2 separate regions of the Bombyx mori genome follow, and region 2 is linked to region 1. A link is a contact called in public Hi-C data. All regions are on one chromosome and are shown on one strand. The core of a region is the stretch at or near the end of the contact, and the rest is flanking DNA. Distances in the headings are between cores, read along the strand shown.

What was found. A called contact is a pair of places that touch in the nucleus more often than the background predicts.
Region 2: a contact with region 1 is called in a Hi-C map of posterior silk gland, with 2.0 times the contacts expected there. The contact joins two enhancer-like sites. A contact is called at or near these places in 5 of 7 Hi-C or Micro-C datasets (middle silk gland, posterior silk gland, an unstated tissue and 1 more).

The regions. Positions count from the first base shown.
Region 1 is chr15:478,107-482,835 of ASM3026992v2, reverse strand. All of the region lies in intron 2 of LOC101745243, which reads left to right. Among protein-coding and RNA genes, the nearest start is that of LOC101740236, 49 kb to the right of the region's middle. Within about 2 kb of position 2,130, at least 2 of the 8 cell types and tissues checked have open chromatin away from gene starts, as enhancers often do.
Region 2 is chr15:518,534-523,034 of ASM3026992v2, reverse strand. All of the region lies in intron 1 of LOC101745243, which reads left to right. Among protein-coding and RNA genes, the nearest start is that of LOC101745243, 23 kb to the left of the region's middle. Within about 2 kb of position 1,629, at least 7 of the 8 cell types and tissues checked have open chromatin away from gene starts, as enhancers often do.

The DNA.
Region 1 (4,729 bases), core at 881-3,380:
ATGAATGGTCATAAGCGCAACATTACCAGGGAAAAAACCAAACCGCTGCTAACACTTTTATATACAGTAATTTCAGTATAAAGGAATCGCAATGATCTTTGTGATTTTCAAGCTGTTATATTGTCTAATGAGTTTATGGTCCATCAGATGTTGAGCGATTACCACACATACCAGATCCTGTAGATCGAATGGTAAACAGTCGACGTCGCCCAAAACACGTCATTCCGACTTGAGCCCCGTGAGCTCACCTAATAGTTAAGGTTACGCTGAAATAGCCTCTCAATGCTATCAGCTTAGGTAGAAAAAAAAAGGTTACCACAGCCACCAGTGGGTATCTGGAGGGTAGGCTCGCACCGTTATTGAATAGCTGGACAAATTATAGTCATATAAACTGGTCTCGCCTAAAACGTTGTAGAATGGACGAATGTGGTCAAATGGCCCATAAAGCGGTTTACTCACGAGCGACTTCCTGCTCGTTCGTTTCTGACCGACGTAAGGTGCTTCGACCTCATTCCCAAACTGACTTTGTTCGCGTTTCCTAGCCTCGACGCTAAATACTTTGCTATTTATATTGTCGGGTATAATGACCTCTGTTCTTAATTTATAGCTTTGTGAAAACTTATAAATAGTGCCCGATGCAGTTGCTGTCGAGAAAATTACTGTTTGTATTGAAAAGTTACCGTCGTTTGCTCCCTATGCTTTTCTAGATTTTTTATTATAAAACCTAAGTCATACCTAACTCCCTGTAGCACTTAAGACTTGGAGCTAATGTTTGAAGGCGAGAGGCGACACTCGCAGTGCTTGTTTCGACGGACTTCGGAAATTGCTTGACAGCTCCTATAGCTTCACTTGGATCAGTATACGAAACAGATTTAACGCTTGCCCAGCATTTAGATACCAAGGAAATTTCAACTTTAAGTAAATATTAATTTTTAACTATTTGATTGGAAACAACGTTTGAAATACATGTGTCGATGAGTCAACACTATAATAATTCGGCAATGACTTCATTCGAAACGCGTGCACAATGAATACAAAATTATAAATAAGAGCAGACATGAAAATTTGTTTTCGCTTAAAAATTCGGTTCGATTTAATTTCGCAGATTCTCACATCGACGTGTGAATGTCGCGCGTGTCTGTCTTTATTTATTATTTACACCAAATACACCGCCGTTCGGATTGTCGATAATCCCATTCTCTCGGATCGTTTGGAGCCTCTGGGTCTGCGGAGGGACTTCGGTTCCCTCTGTATTTTGTACCGTATGTTCCATGGGGAGTGCTCTGAGGAATTGTTCGAGATGATACCAGCATCTCGTTTTTACCATCGCACCACCCGCCACCGGAGCAGAGTTCATCCATACTACCTGGAGCCACTGCGGTCATCTACAGTGCGTTTCCAGAGATCTTTTTTGCCACGTACCATCCGGCTATGGAATGAGCTCCCCTCCACGGTGTTTCCCGAACGCTATGACATGTCCTTCTTCAAACGAGGCTTATGGAGAGTATTAAGCGGTAGGCAGCGGCTTGGCTCTGCCCCTGGCATTGCTGAAGTCCATGGGCGACGGTAACCACTCACCATCAGGTGGGCCGTATGCCCGTCTGCCTACAAAGGCGACAAAAAAAAAAAAAAAAAATTAAAATAAGTACGCAATACATCGCGAATTGGAGAGTATTAAGCGGTAGGCAGCGGCTTGGCTCTGCCCCTGCCATTGCTGACGTCCATGGGCGACGGTAACCACTCACCATCAGGTGGGCCGTGTGCTCGTCTGCCTACAAGGGCAATAAAAAAGGAATAGAAAAAAAAGAATTCCCGGTGTGGGATATTCGCCAACAACTTTAACTAAACTTAATAAATAATTAGTGTTTGACGAGTATTAGATGTTATTCCTAATTAGTACACTGACAATTACGGAGACTGCCCAAGTAACTGAAACGTCGGTTAATGCATTTTCATAATTATCGCGAGATTACCTAACTGATAGCACGTTAGCTAGAGTAACAATACCATTTCGTTTGATGACATCACTATATGACTAAACATTAAAATGTTCTCAAAAAGTCGATAGTAACAAATAGCCAGTCATGTACCGTGTGTGTTGGTACATAGCTCGTAAAACCAGAGAACCGGGTCGAAGCTCTGGGCTGTGTCGCAATAACTTCAGCACATCGAGCTTCTGTTAGGTACAAATAGATTCATTTTACTTGTTTTAAATTTTGCGAGCCTAGTGAATTTAATTGAACTAGTCGCCCCGCAGTAGTCGAAATTCGACTATAATTAATTGAAATTATAAGTTTAAACATGATTATGGTTCTATTGTCAAACACCATTATAATTCGATAATATAATCACAGTATTCGCCAAAACTGCACTATAGATCAATAAAATTAAAAACAAACAATATTAGTCTATTATTTTCAATTCGACCATAGACTTTAAACAATAACAAAAGTTTCCCAATTGACAGTAAAGAAAGAGTATATTTTTATGTATGGGTTGTGTCAAGTACATGGTAGTGTGTTTAATGTTTTCTTTATTGATTTAAAGTATCTTTTATGCATTATTTAAAAAAAAATATTAGCTTTGTGCACTCCTTCTCTGTATTCTCTATAAGTGTGAGAAATTTCATACTCCTCCGTCCACGCAATTTTCGTAAAAAGGGATACAAAGTGTTTCCTTCGCGTATTAATATATAGATACAATGTGACACAGTGAGTTGATGAAGCAGAGATACGTTTAATTAGTTTCCTGTACTAGGGATCTAGCGAATCGATATACTCATAACAACATGCTATTATCAAATGTTCATGGACCGTTGAATTATACCCTAAAAACGACAAGAGAACGTAAAACTTAAAATGATATACAATGAACTCATCATAAAGTTACGTTGGAACGTTACGTAGTAACAATATTGACATTCTAATACACACGAAGATAGGAAGGAAATATGTAATATAACAGCGACATTATACATACTTGCAGTCGAAATTTATTAGCCATGAATAAATACATAGTTCCAACGGTTAATGACTACCGGATATTTAGTTAAAAAATTGCAATAACTCCATATATTTTCCACGTTCGGCTACGTCGTAAGAATGTTATGTATAATTAACTTACAGTGAAAACGAGCAACCGTGTCGTCAATATTAATATGTGCACGGCTAATAGGCTAACTGAAGTCGTCTCGGCCTAACGGATAAGACGTCCGGTGCATTCGTGTTGAGCGATGCACCGATGTTCGAATCTCAGGCGGGTACCAATTTTTCTAATGAAATACGTACTCAACAAATGTTCACGATTGACTTCCACGGTGAAGGAATAACATCGTGTAATAAAAATCAAACCCGCAAAATTATAATTTGCGTAATTACTGGTGGCAGGACCTCTTGTGAGTCCGCACGGGTAGGTACCACCACCCTGCCCATTTCAGCCGTGAAACAGTAATGCGTTTCGGTTTGAAGGGTGGGGCAGCCGTTGTAACTATACTTGAGACCTTAGAACTTATATCTCAAGGTGGGTGGCGCATTTACGTTGTAGATGTCTATGGGCTCCAGTAACCACTTAACACCAGGTGGGCTGTGAGCTCGTCCACCCATCTAAGCAATAAATAAAAAAAAACTGAACTGAAAATAACTGAAAATATGTTTTTTTCCCGGTTTTATCTTATTTCTCTCTCTCTTTATATACTCTATATTTCATTGCACCTGCCACTATTTACTCTGCACTACCTTTGGTTGACTGGTAGAGAATGCTTTAGGCATTAAGTCCGCCATTGTAAATTTTACTTGGAGTGTAATAAATAAATACCGCCGCGCTGCGAATGTGCATTATCTATATATTAATACGTGAAGCAAAAACTTTGTATCCCTTTTTACGAAATTTGCGCGGACGGACTATGAAATTTTCCACACTTATACAGAATATAGATAAGAAGTGCACAATGCTAATTTTTTTTTAAAGTAATTCATAAAAGATACATTAAATCAATAAAGAAAACATTACACACACTACATACCATGTATTTGACGCACACACGCATGCATACTATTTATTGTCAAACTTTTGTTCTTGACGTCTGTTGTCAAATTGAGAATAGATGAAATATTGTTTGTCTTTGTTAATATTTTTATAGTGTAGTCTTGGCGAAATTTGTGATTATAGAAGTATAAAATATAATCATAATAGTGTACAAACTTACAATTCCAATTAATTATAGCCGAATTTTGACTACTGCGGGACCTCTAGTTGGTGTAAATATGTGTAACTTCTATACGATTAATCCTAAAAGAGGTTAATATGTTATTTAAAACATTCTTCTTTAGATGACATAAATAGAATTTCGATTATTGAAACATTAAAACATTAGATGGAACATTAGAAACATAAAAGCATTTTTTAAATATAAAAAGATATAAAAACAGTGGTGAAGCAATAGCTTTAAATGTTGTTTCTCTTTATAAGAGCAACTCAATTTGTGCTATAGTTTTACGAAGCTAAACTGTATTTTGATACAAATAAAATAATACAATATATATGTACAAAGATTATGGATAAATTATACTCTGTCAGTATCAAATTATTACAAAATAGACGAAACGTAACATATGCGTATATATTATTATAATAATATATTCAAATGTGTTTTTCCTTAAGAATTTCACACATGAATATTAAACACATGTTGCATGCACTAAACATTAACATAATTTAAAATGTGATTTGT
Region 2 (4,501 bases), core at 380-2,879, 41 kb before region 1:
AGATTTCGCCAAAACTACACTAAACATAAATAATAATAAAGACAAACAATATTCATCTATTCTCAATTTGACTAGAGACTTTAAACACTAACAAAAGTTTGACAATTGACAATAAACAAAGAGTACATTTATATATATGTGATGTGTCAAATACATGGTAGTGTGTGTAATGTTTTCTTTATTGATTTAATGTATCTTTTATGCATTATTTAAAAAAAATATTAGCATTGTGCACTTCTACTCTATATTCTCTATAAGTGTAAAAAATTTCATACTCCTCCGTCTGCGCAATTTTCGTAAAAAGGGATACAAAGTTTTTGCTTCAAGTATTATTATATAGATTTTTAAATACTATAATTAAATATAAATTTTACTGGGTTTTGCTTATTTTTGCCTTGAGTCAATTATGCCTCTAGTTTGAAGAGTAAATAAAAATAACGCTCGTTTCAATACAATTGGGATTTCTTCGTATTCCCAAGAAAAGATCGAACAACAGATAGATGTTTCCCACGTGGAAAAATAAGTCGACATTCTCGACTTGATTGCCAATCTCCAATCTGTAGGATCGTTATTGCAGTGCTCCATATTAATTATAATGTAATTTGTTTTCATTAAATTGGATCCAAAAATATCTGCGACAAAAACTGACTTGTGTCGTAAAAGAACACACGCTTAATGTTGTGTCCATTCACCCGTTACAACACATGGCGTCAAAGACAGTGTTACATCGGTTACGAAGGGGAGATACCACCCCTGTGTGGAATCCTTTTACCAGCTGTCTCTAAGGGCAACCGAATCTGTACATAATAAACCAATGGATTATTCTGTGTTACGGGCCAGTGATATTAATGTATACTTATAGTTTCGAGAGATTTTTGCCACTGTGTCATCAGTTTTGCATCGTCAGACGCAAACGTTTTATTTCCCATATTACAATAAGTATTTTAAAAACTATGATCTGATTTTAAAATTGTTTACATTCATGCAATCTTAAAACTAAACTGTGTTTTGTTTTTGGCGCAGTTGAGTAAAAAGGTTTGAAATCAATTCATAATTGTTCTCTTATATCAAATCTTAACGGAAGGAAAGACTTAACGGGGATCAACGGTCTTAACCTATTGATGATGATTCAACCATCAATGTTCCGATAGTTGTGTCGGTGCACGGCTTGATAGCAAATGTTTCGACCAACATCTTAAGGAACTCTCGTTTTCCAGCTGGGTTGGGGCCCTTGTCCAGAAAGCACTTATTCTTGATACGTCGTGTATCGTAAGGAGGTTTCTCTCTGGAACCCTGATCACAATATATTTTTGTATAGTATTTATTAAAGTGTATTTTAAATGAGGATAAAATTAAAAGGTTCATCGTCTACCATTACCCACGTGACTTTCTCCACAGTATTTTTTCTCATTTTCTGTCCAATCAACGTGCCTGCCTCATAGTGATATTCATTCTACTGCCTTTTTATTTCAAAAAAATGGAGCACTCTTGTTGAACACAATCCCCTCCCTATTGTATAACGACGACAGTAAACTTTCTGATAACCAGAGAATTCCTGCTATCATTCTGTAGACTGCTGTCCAATTTCCTGCGCTTACGTTTACACAGTTCCCATTCCACGAGCGTTCTACATAAAAATTGGATTCGTAACAGTTCGCATTCGTCAAAGTGATGCCCTAATCTGAAGCGCGTACTTTTTGCATTACTTTTGCTCGGTACGTTGTAATCGATTGGCCTCGGTTCTTGCACGCTTCGTTGGCCATTGCGTCATCCAACCGTCAGGTGGATGAGACTTTGATAACGAATGTGCGTCTTCATCTGTTTACAACGATTCTTTTATCAATATTTAAATAGTGGATTAGTCGTTTTTGTGATATGTTTACGCGTGAACGACTGCAAACTTTAATTAATTAAATTAAGTGACTCAATTAATTGAATGCTAAACACAAAACAATTAAAAACAGCTTCCGTCGTAAACTACAAACTGTAGCCAAGACCACTACGAGTTTATTCGAGTGGTATCAGCGTCACGAGCAAGTTTATTTGCAATCTTAATACTTTTCTGTCCTGTAGAGATCTTGGAAACTAACCTGTGATTTATGGATGCATGGTTATGTTCAAAACGAGTGGTCGAGTATGGAAGCAGCGGCTTACATCGAACATGACTCTAAGCATTATCTGATCTGCTTTTAATTGTTTTTCATGTAGTTCATTTTATTTGGCATCGTTTTATATTTGCGTTTTAATCTGTGTCTACTCGCTATGGCGCCAAATGACACAGCCCCGTTCTACTCGTATTGATAACACGCCTGACTCATTGTGACAAGTGTACATGTTTATAATTTTTTTGTGAAAAGTTTTGTATATAAAGACCGAAAAAATTACCATTAATTAGCTGACGTTAGCGACGTAAGCAGATATATGAGTAATATAAAGAAAATCGCTTCAAGTAACAATTAAGTCTAAACAAAATTGAAACATCTTATTAGCCCACACCTGAATCTGTGGTAGCTCTTTTGATTTATGAACATACTAAACTTATTCAAATAATGTTTGAAATGCATATATTTTTCTAAGAATATTGTTTACACATACCGTTGTGAAGGTATGAGATTAACTGAATAGAGAGAAAAGTAATTTGATAACAGCGAATATCTGTTTTAGCTATGTACTTCGCTGGGAATGTTGGCTGTGCGCCAGCTTGTATGGGATATCACCTTGAAACCTCGTTCTGATTCGGTTTCGGAACGCCCATAGGGCCCCATGGCGCAACTCTAAACTTGTATGAGAACCCGAACTGGAGACTGGACAGTTTAAAGCTATTCAAATTTACTCTTACTAAAGAGTTTTATAGAAACAGAAAATTTGAGAACCGAGCCGCAACGACGGGCAATTGCAATTTGATAGTGTACTTTTTATCTCCTCAGAAGTAAATCATCAGCTCCAGTTAAGGCAATAAATCTAAAATAGCCATTGTATCATCTTTTAATTGCCCAAGCGCGAAAATTACCTCAACCTGTGCCCCCAATTGTAGGGTCAATTCGACTCCCCCGCGTGCTCAATGTGCGCACGCTAAGGTCACACACGATCACTGAATATCTGTAAATTAACGCGGCTATTACTATTAACTCAATTATTAACAACTAGTTAGATAAAACTGATCAAAACACTTCTTTAGAAGCGATTTAATAAAGTTTTGCACGAAAAGGAAACAGTTAAATTGAAAAAGATGCTTTAATATTTGTTTAGTTGTAAATTTTAATATTGATAAACTTCATTTCCTTAGTGATAAATAATTGTATACTATTTATAACCACACGAGAATTGTTTACGTCACATCTTAATCATAATCCACTGATAGTAGGATTTAGATAATTCAATAAATTCCCATTTATTTTGAGAGATGTGTCAATAAAATTACTATTTTCTGATGTCTACATAGAGCGTGGTCTTTAAATTAAGTAAAATTATGGACTTGATCTTTCAAACATTCTTGTGTATTTGTTAGAGATTGAAAAATAATATTTGAATTAAATAACAAAGAAAAAATTATATGGCCTTGTACTTACCAAATTACAAATAGGATTATAACAAAAAAGGTTTATAATCGTAAAGCTATACTAGAACCACTTACTATACTATTGAAAGACAATATGTTAGGAAATTATAATAACAACACGATGATAACTTGTATCAATCACTAAACTCTAGATAATTGCTATCGCGTATGGCATCTAGAAGAGAATCCATATGTGGACTGATTGTATTTAGATTTCTATACGTTGAATATTTTTCAGTGCTGCATGCATACCCTTTCTCATTCTTGGGTGTTGTGTAAACATAATAAACTTACATTCGTAATATAAAAATAATGTATCTAAAGAATGCATTTGACGAGATAGAGATGTTCACGATGCACTTTCAAACAGCCGACCAGTAAATCGTTTTAAGTTGAAATTCATTTAGATAAATACGGCAGCGTCAAGATTATCTGCCCACGTGGTCTAAAGCGACCTTCACCACGCCGCTGGAAACCTTATCCCTTGCGCAATAAGGATGTCATCAATTACGTAACGCTGAAATGGCATACGATGCGACTAAAACCTATTTAGATTGTCTTTCGTATTCTTGTAACATGAGATATTGTTATAATAACTATTGTATTTAATGCGAACACCGACAAATTCTAACATAAACTCAACTAACAACTAATTAATTCGCCATTTGAGACTCTTACTTTCGGGTTTGCTTTAGAAAATTGCACGTTTAGCTTATGTAGTTGTGCATTGTGGATATAGTGCCTTCAAAAAACATTGAACCTTAATGCAATACTCATAAAACTGACATTGAACACTATTAACGTAACAACAGAACTGTACATTTTATCACAAAACCATTATCCTGTCTATTTTTGATGCAAACTAATCGGTCACTGCCATAATAAACTAGTTACCTAAGTCAAGTCCGTAGTCAAATTACAAAACAGAAGACCCATGATATT